Linked DNA regions of Zea mays: region 2 is linked to region 1. Evidence: chromatin contacts called from public Hi-C data. All regions are on one chromosome and are shown on one strand. Each heading gives the region's core, a stretch centred on a gene start, on an enhancer-like site or on the middle of the called end of the contact. The rest is flanking DNA. Distances are from core to core; before and after follow the strand shown. Region 1 holds the start of LOC100285758. Region 2 holds the start of LOC100276614.

Evidence for each region. A called contact is a pair of places that touch in the nucleus more often than the background predicts.
Region 2: a Hi-C map of ear shows a contact between it and region 1, with 1.8 times the contacts expected there. The contact joins the promoter of LOC100276614 here to the promoter of LOC100285758 in region 1. A contact is called at or near these places in 3 of 25 Hi-C or Micro-C datasets (bundle sheath, ear and root tip).

What each region holds. Positions count from the first base shown.
Region 1 is chr3:164,140,795-164,145,119 of Zm-B73-REFERENCE-NAM-5.0, reverse strand. It overlaps LOC100285758, which reads right to left and starts at 2,507. Exons shown (of 6, transcript NM_001158648.2): 1 at 2,388-2,507; 2 at 2,210-2,259; 3 at 1,101-1,163; 4 at 683-773; 5 at 390-494; 6 at 1-183. The coding sequence starts at 2,454. The coding sequence ends at 92.
Region 2 is chr3:164,779,469-164,783,749 of Zm-B73-REFERENCE-NAM-5.0, reverse strand. It overlaps LOC100276614, which reads right to left and starts at 2,700. Exons shown (of 2, transcript NM_001360700.1): 1 at 1,823-2,700; 2 at 1,468-1,725. The coding sequence starts at 2,287. The coding sequence ends at 1,663. It also overlaps a transcript of LOC111946235 not described here.

The DNA.
Region 1 (4,325 bases), core at 1,258-3,757:
ATGTGGAGGAAACAGCAACCCTTTCACCTAATGAACTATGCGACGCTGCTACTATTCCCCCCCGAGCTTTGAAACTCTCCAATGCATTGTATCAGAGCTCACTGTCACTCTCTGCCTTTGCACCGCCGGATGTCTTCCCGTTGACGGCGATAAGCTCCGTGTCGAAGATCAGAGTTGCTCCACCTATTTATTGAGCACGTACATAACTTCCTGTTAGCTTTATCAAAAAAAAAATCCCTAGGAGCACACGGCTTTAAAGTCCATGGAAGAGACTGTGAATTGCGGCTTCAGGGATGAGGTAAAATGGCTACGCTAAAGAAGAGAGAATCTACAGGATTCATTTCGTCACATGGAAACCAGCATGCAAGCAGACAAATCATCAGCCATACCTGGAATCTTTGGTGGGGAGCCTCGCTCACCATAACCCATCTTTGCAGGTATCTTTAGCTTCCTCTTTTCACCCACGCACATACCGAGCAATCCTTGGTCCCAACCTACAGATGGAAACGACAGAGTCAGTTGGCGGATTTAAGGTTGCGTGTCATATAAATGGCATATGCCATTTCATCCATTTTTTTTTGGGTGACGTATGCTTATATTATATCCCAGTACAGTTTAGTATGGACACTGGACCACAGATAAACATGGAAACTTTATTGTGGCTATAGGAAAGGACAGTAACCTTTTATCACTTGGCCATTTCCAAGAGTGAATTCAAACGGGTCACCTCTGTCATAGCTAGAATCGAAAACTGATCCATCAGTGAGTGTCCCCTGCAGCATATCAAGCCTTTCAGCTAAATAACAAAGAGAGTTAAAAAGAGGAAAGAGACACTGCAGGTAAAGTATCGACGAGGAGTGCTTTTTAATCGAACATGAAAAAGGCAAAACCATATATGAGACAAGATATTATGAATCTATAAAGATCATACTCCCAAGCAAATAGCACAGTTCTTTTGCGTGACTATATTAACTGTGTGAGTTAAGGCATATCTATAGCACCCATGAGCAAATCCCTTACAGGGCTACATCACTGAACAAAAAAAAAGTCAATGTGGAAAATAGAGCAAGGCTAAAAAAGCATACAGATCAGGTACTTACACGATAGTGAACCTTAATTTTGTCTCCTTTGTGTGCTTGCAGCGTACATGACTCAGGCTTGTACTGAAAGGAAGACAAGCAAGAGAAAAATCAATGCCACACAGAACAAAAGGATACCTCCTTTCAAAATGTAATAACAAGAAAACCACAGCCTGTTCTCATTGTTTCATTGTACGGTAATTGTGTAACAATAAGCAGAAGCTGATGACATGCAGTTCTCCACTATCACAATCCCTAACTAACACGTTGGATTGTAACCAAATATTATATTTCTCACTATCATGATCCAATGATTCTTAGTTTTCTGTTTGAACTTTGAACTTTGAGGCATTGTTTGGGTACTCTAGTATTCACCCCTAATTTACACCCTAATCCACCTCAACAAATGTGGATTGGGGTGAATACTAGAGTACCCAAACAAGGCCTGAAGGGGAAGCGATAACCCATAACAGAGGGTATATATATCCTTTGGAGAAGGCCCTAAACAGACAACTTCAGCAGCATTACAATGGTTATCCCTTAAGAGGACCAACTGTGACCGGAGGCCATCAACCATCACCCAGCGTGGTCTAGAATCTTGATATAAGGTACTAGTCCGATAAAGTTCTTTTCCAGAGGTAGCAATATGCAGGGAGACCATCTTTAACACAGGCTAGCCGAGGAAATTTTAGATTAGACCTCTTCTAGATTGACTGTTTGAGCATCGACTACATGAATTTGACTAGCAGAACAGTACCACAATCGTTTCCTGTATTCATCTTTGAGTGACACATATAAAATTCAAGTGAAACTCATTCGATGACTCAAGAATGTTGCGTTAAAGGGGAAGAAAAGGCTACAGATTTTGCAGTCGCAGATCCGTGTGTAGCTCGATATACTAGAATCATCGAAGCCGACCCCTTTCTGAGTTTGAACTCTGCCATCCTTTACTAAGAGATTTCAACTGACGCCCACGAAATGGGAGTCTACAGACTTTTTCGAAGGCACTAATTCACAAAATATTTTTTGCTAAATGAAGAAACCGGCGAATCCAAGATCCGCCAGAATCCGCGAAGACAGCAAACAATTAAACTGGCGAGGAGAGTTGACCGCGGTTACGGAGCACAGACCTTGACGCCGATCTGAAGCTCGGTGACGTCGCCGGACTTCTTGGCCGACGCTGCATACAAATCACAAGCAATGGTTTCAAAAGGAGAGCACGTCAAGGCAAACGGGAAGGAGCAAGGCTGTGAGGGGCGGACGGCTCTGACAAGGCGATCGAGTTTAGAGGTAAAGACCCTGCGTCACCTGTCAGGAGGATGGCCGCGGCGGCGACGGCGGCCACGAGGCAGATCAGCTGCCGCATCTTCCCCATCGCGCTCTCTCCTGCTCGACACAGTCGCTCGCTGGAACCTTCGAGACTTCGACTTCACCAGTGCCGTCCAACAGACGACCGTACGTATTTTGGGTTGGAACCGCTTCTCTGTGGGCTCCTGGCCCTGCCGCATTGTAAGGCCCATTTTTGATAGGGTTGGAGACGTCCACTTTCTTGCTGGGCTGCAAACTTCTCCATGGCCTGAGACTGAGAGGCTGCGACATTGTGAAGGAATGGATACGATTGTTTAGCACGAGTAGGTACGCGGGCGGGATCAACGTATATTTAGTTTAGGAGAGTCGGGTCATGTATCTATTCTATTATTATTTTTGGTAGAATCGCCACATTCTTCATACCTATAATAATTAGGGTTAATTATGATTATGTCTTTCTCTTATCTTACAATTATGATTTTATCCATCATTTTCCAACTTTGTGATTCTACCCCTGTGTTTTGAAAACGAAGTTGTCATTTACCCTAACACTATTAGTGAATATCAGAATGAGTGATTAAAAAATAAAAGGTTAAAATCATGATTACATAATCACAATTAATCCTGAAAATTTTAATATTTTTTTAGGATTAATTGTGATTATACATTTCTGTCACCTTGCAATTGTGATTGGTGGTAGCTGCGCGGAGGATGAAGCAGCCCCGTCGCTTAGGAGGGCTAAAATGGGCGACCGCACAGGGCCCCTATTTTTTGGAGGCCTCCATTTCACGTATATGTATTGTATACTAGCAGCTCAGTCAGCCCATATCCCATCCGATTCTAACTAGTCTAGCCTCTCTCGGTTGGTGGCTTCCATAGGAAGGCAAAGAAACACGCGGCCGCGTACCTGCCCCTTTGGCTTCCATCGCAAAACATCCCTGTCGCCCTGCCATCACCAGCGGCAGCGCCGACATCGCCGTTGAAGAGAATCACCGGCAGCAACGTGTACAGGCTACAGCATCATCACCCTGTCTCCCGCGTGAAGCCAAGTCCAAGTTGCTTTGCTCTGAATTAACTAGCAAGCACGCCAGGCAAGTTCTTTCAACTTTTTTAATCGGCTCTATGCTCTCAGCCTTCAACATGATATATTTGATCCAATCTACACAAGAATCATTTAGGGTAACTATATTGCTTAGATGAGACCCCTGAAGATACTTTTATTGCTTCACAATCTGCACAAGAATCATTTAGGGTAACTTATTTTCTTGCTATTGTTGATCAAGCGATCACGTCACTGACTAGAAGATTTGGGGGCTGTTTGGACAGGCACCTACGGCGCCGCACCACGCCTAAGGTGTGGCGGCCGATTCGGGCGCCACACCCGCGGCGTTTGAAGTGTGACGCGGTGTGGCGGCCGATTCGGGCGCCACACCCGCGGCGTTCGAAGTGTGACGCGGTGTGGCGCCCGGGGCAGGCTTCCAAACAGGCCTTTGAACAATACCAGGGGTATGAAAAGACTTTTGGTTTCTTGTTTACTTCATATAAGTTGCGCTCTTTGGATGATAAGAGATTATTTTCTTGTTCTATGAATCTTGAGGCTACACTCAAAAGTGGAGAACATTCAGATATTGAAGGAAAAGAATTGTTTGTGGAGTTAAAACTCATCCGAGATTTAATTAAGGAATCTATGGGCCCTCTTGACATTTTGAAGCATGTGAAACATTTAGGGTGTTTTCCAATATTGTTATTGCATACCGAATTTTGTTAACAGTTCCTGTAACCGTTGCATCTGCGGAAAGAGTTTTTCTAAACTCAAGTTGGTCAAAACCTATTTGCATTCTACCATGACACAAGAAATACTAGAAATTGAAAGTGATCTGTTGGAGCAGATTAAGTACGAAGATCTAATCGAAGATTTTACCTCAAGAAATACTAGAA
Region 2 (4,281 bases), core at 1,451-3,950, 640 kb before region 1:
CTTCCGCGGTTCCGCCCACATAATCCACAGGCCGGAAGAGCCACGCCAGGTGACCACGGCCAACCGGGCAAATGGCTCGTTGGCATTGGCCAGCAGCGGCACCTACTGCAGCAACCCACCCCGGCAGCCTGCAGGAAGCTGCAGTTGATACGCTTGTCTTGTCTCCTTACCGTCATCGTTCCTCCCTCGCACATGCGATGCGCCCGCTAATCGCGTCGCGTCCGGTCACGTCGCTGTTGCCCGTCACTCCCCACTCCAGCACTGACACGTAGGACGTACCCCCACCTCTCAGCTGGACCCGCGTGTCAGCATCTCAGCGGCTATCCTTTCCTGGAGCAGTGGTCACAACTCACACGAGCTTTAACAGTTAATTATAGCAAGAAAAAAAAGGAGGGGGGCAACCGGGTCAAGTTTAGACCGCGACGAACCAGTCATCAGTGCAACTAGTACCAAAACCACCCCGGCCGGGAGCAAGCGATGTGTGGCACTGGCATGGCATCTCCTGCGATCCAGATATTCCTGAGCTGTCGGGTTAGTCGAACAGGGGATTTTGGGTCTCCATGCGCATCATCCTGTCCGCTTGTGACCGAGAATTATTGCCCCGGACTCGTCACATGCGTACCTGAACCCCCAGTGCCACCCAATCATGCACACGCTAGCTCACCAGATGTCCAGATCTACTTCTTTCGACTACCAGTAAAACTATATCGCTTCGTTTCGTTGTTGGATTCGATAGAGAAAAAAATACTAGTAATGATTAAAGATTCGAGGGGTTGGTTAGCTAAGCTGCACCGAGGAATTAGTTGGCGAGACTGCAGCCGGTAGGATAGAGAGGAGGCATCTTCTGTCTGTCTGCACTGCAGACATGGACAGTGTGACCATCCACCCAGACCCGGTATTGCTATTCGCTGTAGGGAGGTAGGGTAGTGACTGGTGAATGGTGATACCCAGAGAGAGACGAGGGGACTAGTCAGCATCTGCCATGTCGAATCATGGTCTTTTTCTCAGACAACACCTCACTCTCTCTCTCTCTCTCTCTCCGGCCCGCGAAGGGGACGGGATGATGCCATGCCACGATGGAACGGACGGAGACCGCGTCACAGGCCTCGCTCCTACGGCGGCGGAGACGGATGCAGGCAGGCATCAGCGAGACAACGACGCTGGCGATGCAAGAGAGTGTGCACTGAATCGCAGGCCAATGGATTTGCATGCATTTGGGCAGGGGGAAGGAAGAAGCGTGATTGGATTTGCATTCCAGTTTCCAGCCAGATTCGTTTCGTCACGACGCGAGTAGCGCGCAGCCCGCATCCATTACCGCGCGCCAAAAAAAAAATCGCCGGCGGTCGTCCTCGCCGCCGCTACGCCGCACGACGCAACGCGAGGGGGACACGCGTGCTGCCGGCGGATTCCGGCCGAACAGAACACGGACATGAACGGAAGACAGCAGGAAATGACAACAGCTTGACGAAACGAACAATGATAGACGAGGTTGGTTACTAGTGTAGCCACTAGTAGGAAGCAGAAAAAAGAAAACAGATGGAAATGCCCACGCTATCTATGTGCATCGAAGAAGGCCGGCGATCGCCCGTTCTCCTCTCAAAACTGCGCTCGTGATCCTGGCTCGCCGGCGCCGTCGAACCCTCCTCCGTTCTCCTCCACCCATCATCGCCGGGACGCCGCGGCGCCCACCACGGCCAATCCGCCCTCGCCCACGTCCTCCAGCCGCTGCGGGCGCCGGAGAAGAAACTCAGGACTCGCAAACAGCGCCAACGATTCTATCAAAAAAAAAAAAAGACCGAGGGTCGAGAGATGGGTTTATTACCTGCAGGAGCGGGTCGGGCGTGCAGGCCGGCGGCGCGTCGAAGACGGCGAGCGGGAGGTGCTTCTTGACGACGCCGACGTTGAAGTAGATGACGCCGGAGGAGGGGATGTCGACCTTGATGTCGTGGACGGGGAACCACATGAAGAGGTCCTGCGCGGCGACGCCGGAGATGTCGGCGATCTGGCCGGGGCTGATGACCCCGGAGACGGTGGCGTTGTAGCGGAGGCCGACCTCGAAGCGCGCCGTGCAGGGCGCGTCCAGCCGGGCCTCGAACGCCCCCGTGGCGGCGTCGTGCCGGAACGCCGTGATCCCCGCCGGCAGCAGGCCCCCCGGCAGCTGGTGCGCGCGGAGCACCTCGTTCGCCGCCTCCGCCGCCGCCGTCGCCGTCGCCGCCACGGGGCGGTTCGAGGCCAGCGCCGCCGACAGGGCCACCGCCACTAGCAGCGTCCACAGCGCGGCCGCCATTCCCCCGGCGCTGGTGCGAGGTGATGGGTGGGACGGGAGGAGAGGAGAGGAGGGAGCGGGGATGGGTGGGCAATAATTGAGGTGGAGAACGGGAGCCGCCCGGAAATGGGAAATAGAGATCGGGGAGAGAAGCAGAGGAAGAGGAGGAGAGGAGAGGAGAGGAGAGGAGGGGAGACCGGGAGAGGCTGGGGCTGGGTAGAGAGGAGGCGAGGCGGAGGAGGAAACGGATGGGGGACGACGGGGCCCGCGTCCCTGTGACCCGAAAGTGGCGCGATTATGAGTTTTAGTTAATTAATCAATTGCCGTGTGCTGTGGAAACAAATACTGTACTGCTGCATCACGCATTCTCACGCCCGTAGCGCGGGTTTGGACGACTGGCTTTGGACGCGGGACGTTGCGGACTGCCGGCATGGCGGCATTGGCTCCGCGCTCCCGGGTTGCGTTTGCGCCGGCAGGCCAAGATATGTCTCGCTGCGTCTGCGTTGGGCGCGCCTATCATCGCCGAGCCGAGCCGAGCCAGGACTGTTACGCATGGGACACGGAGCGCGTCAAACGGGCGGGAAACCCGCGCGTGAAACCAACGGAGCCTGAGCCGGTAAGTCCGTTCCTCTTCTACTATGTCTATGAATCTATCACAGGCAAAAATACGGTCTCGCCCACCCCCAACTGGTCGACTGTCTGAACGGAAGATGCAGGTGCATTGATTATTGTAGTACGTATACTGCATACTGTATACCGTCGTCGTTCTCTCTGCTCTGTCTGGTTCGGACTGCTGCAATAGAATCCGGTACTGAGGCTACAGTATACCGTCCGTGGTCCGTCCTGCTACATGGCATGTGCTACTTCTCCCATACGGGCCACACACGCACTGACATGTCAGTGCCCGAGCCAAGGGTATTCGCCGCCCAATTTTACTACTATTAAACCAATGCCATGAGCCCAGGATCCATTCAACATTTGCACAATATGTCGTAGTACGTGTTTACATGACAGCGCACAGAAGACTAAGGTTACATAAAATAGAATTAGCAGTATATATACACAGTCCTGCGGCTAGCTGGGACCGTGGACTCTGAAGCAAAATCGGGGGCAGGCAGCAAGAAGCCATTAGATAGTAGAGGATCTTGAAGCGAACCGACGACGCCGGGGCCTTTTGTTCATCACCAATAAGCTAGCTAGCTAGCTGCCCTTTTGCATGCAGGAATGATTCTGGGACAAAAGGGAGGGAATCATTGAGGCGGAGCCGTCGCCTGTACCCCATCACGCGTGCAACGTAAACCAGACAACCTGGACGCTGTACGCCGCGCGCCTCTGTACCCTGGAGCTCATAGAGAAATCGCTGGTAACTTGGTAAGCATTGTTTAGTTAATTTTATTGTTCGTCCGTACGACCGTACCTACAGCAGGCTACCTGGCTGTAGGTGGAGTGGTGGACTGAATCCATACCCTAACCACTTTGGACATTAGTCATGTGTTTCTGTTCTGGCTGATGGTGGGTTAAAACAATGATGCCCCATGCATGCATGCATGGCTGATATGATACTCTGGCTGCTCCGTCCACGTAGTTCGCCATGCATATGAAATAAAGACTTGCATTATTCATGCATGCATGCTTACTTATATATAGTTATACTGACTGCGGTTAAGTATCGAGGCTACTGGGCCACGTCACGTCAGTGGTTGGTGTGGAACGCACTGGGCGGCCCGGCCGGCGATGCATGCATGGCCATGGATGCTAATAAGGACGACGGGACGTACACCAAGTTGCGTGCGAGCAATGATCTTGTCGACCTATTATGAGATGGATGGAGGCCCGCCGCACCGCACACTACTCGTTCCGTACGTCGTCGTAGCGGCCGGCGGCAGCCTGTGCGTGAATGCGGCAAGGCGGCTCGTCTTTCCTTTCATGGACCGAGTTGGCGACGAGACCGATATAATCCAGCTCCAATGGAAACGGAAGACCTGATGTACGTGTGCACACCCCCCATCGGCAAT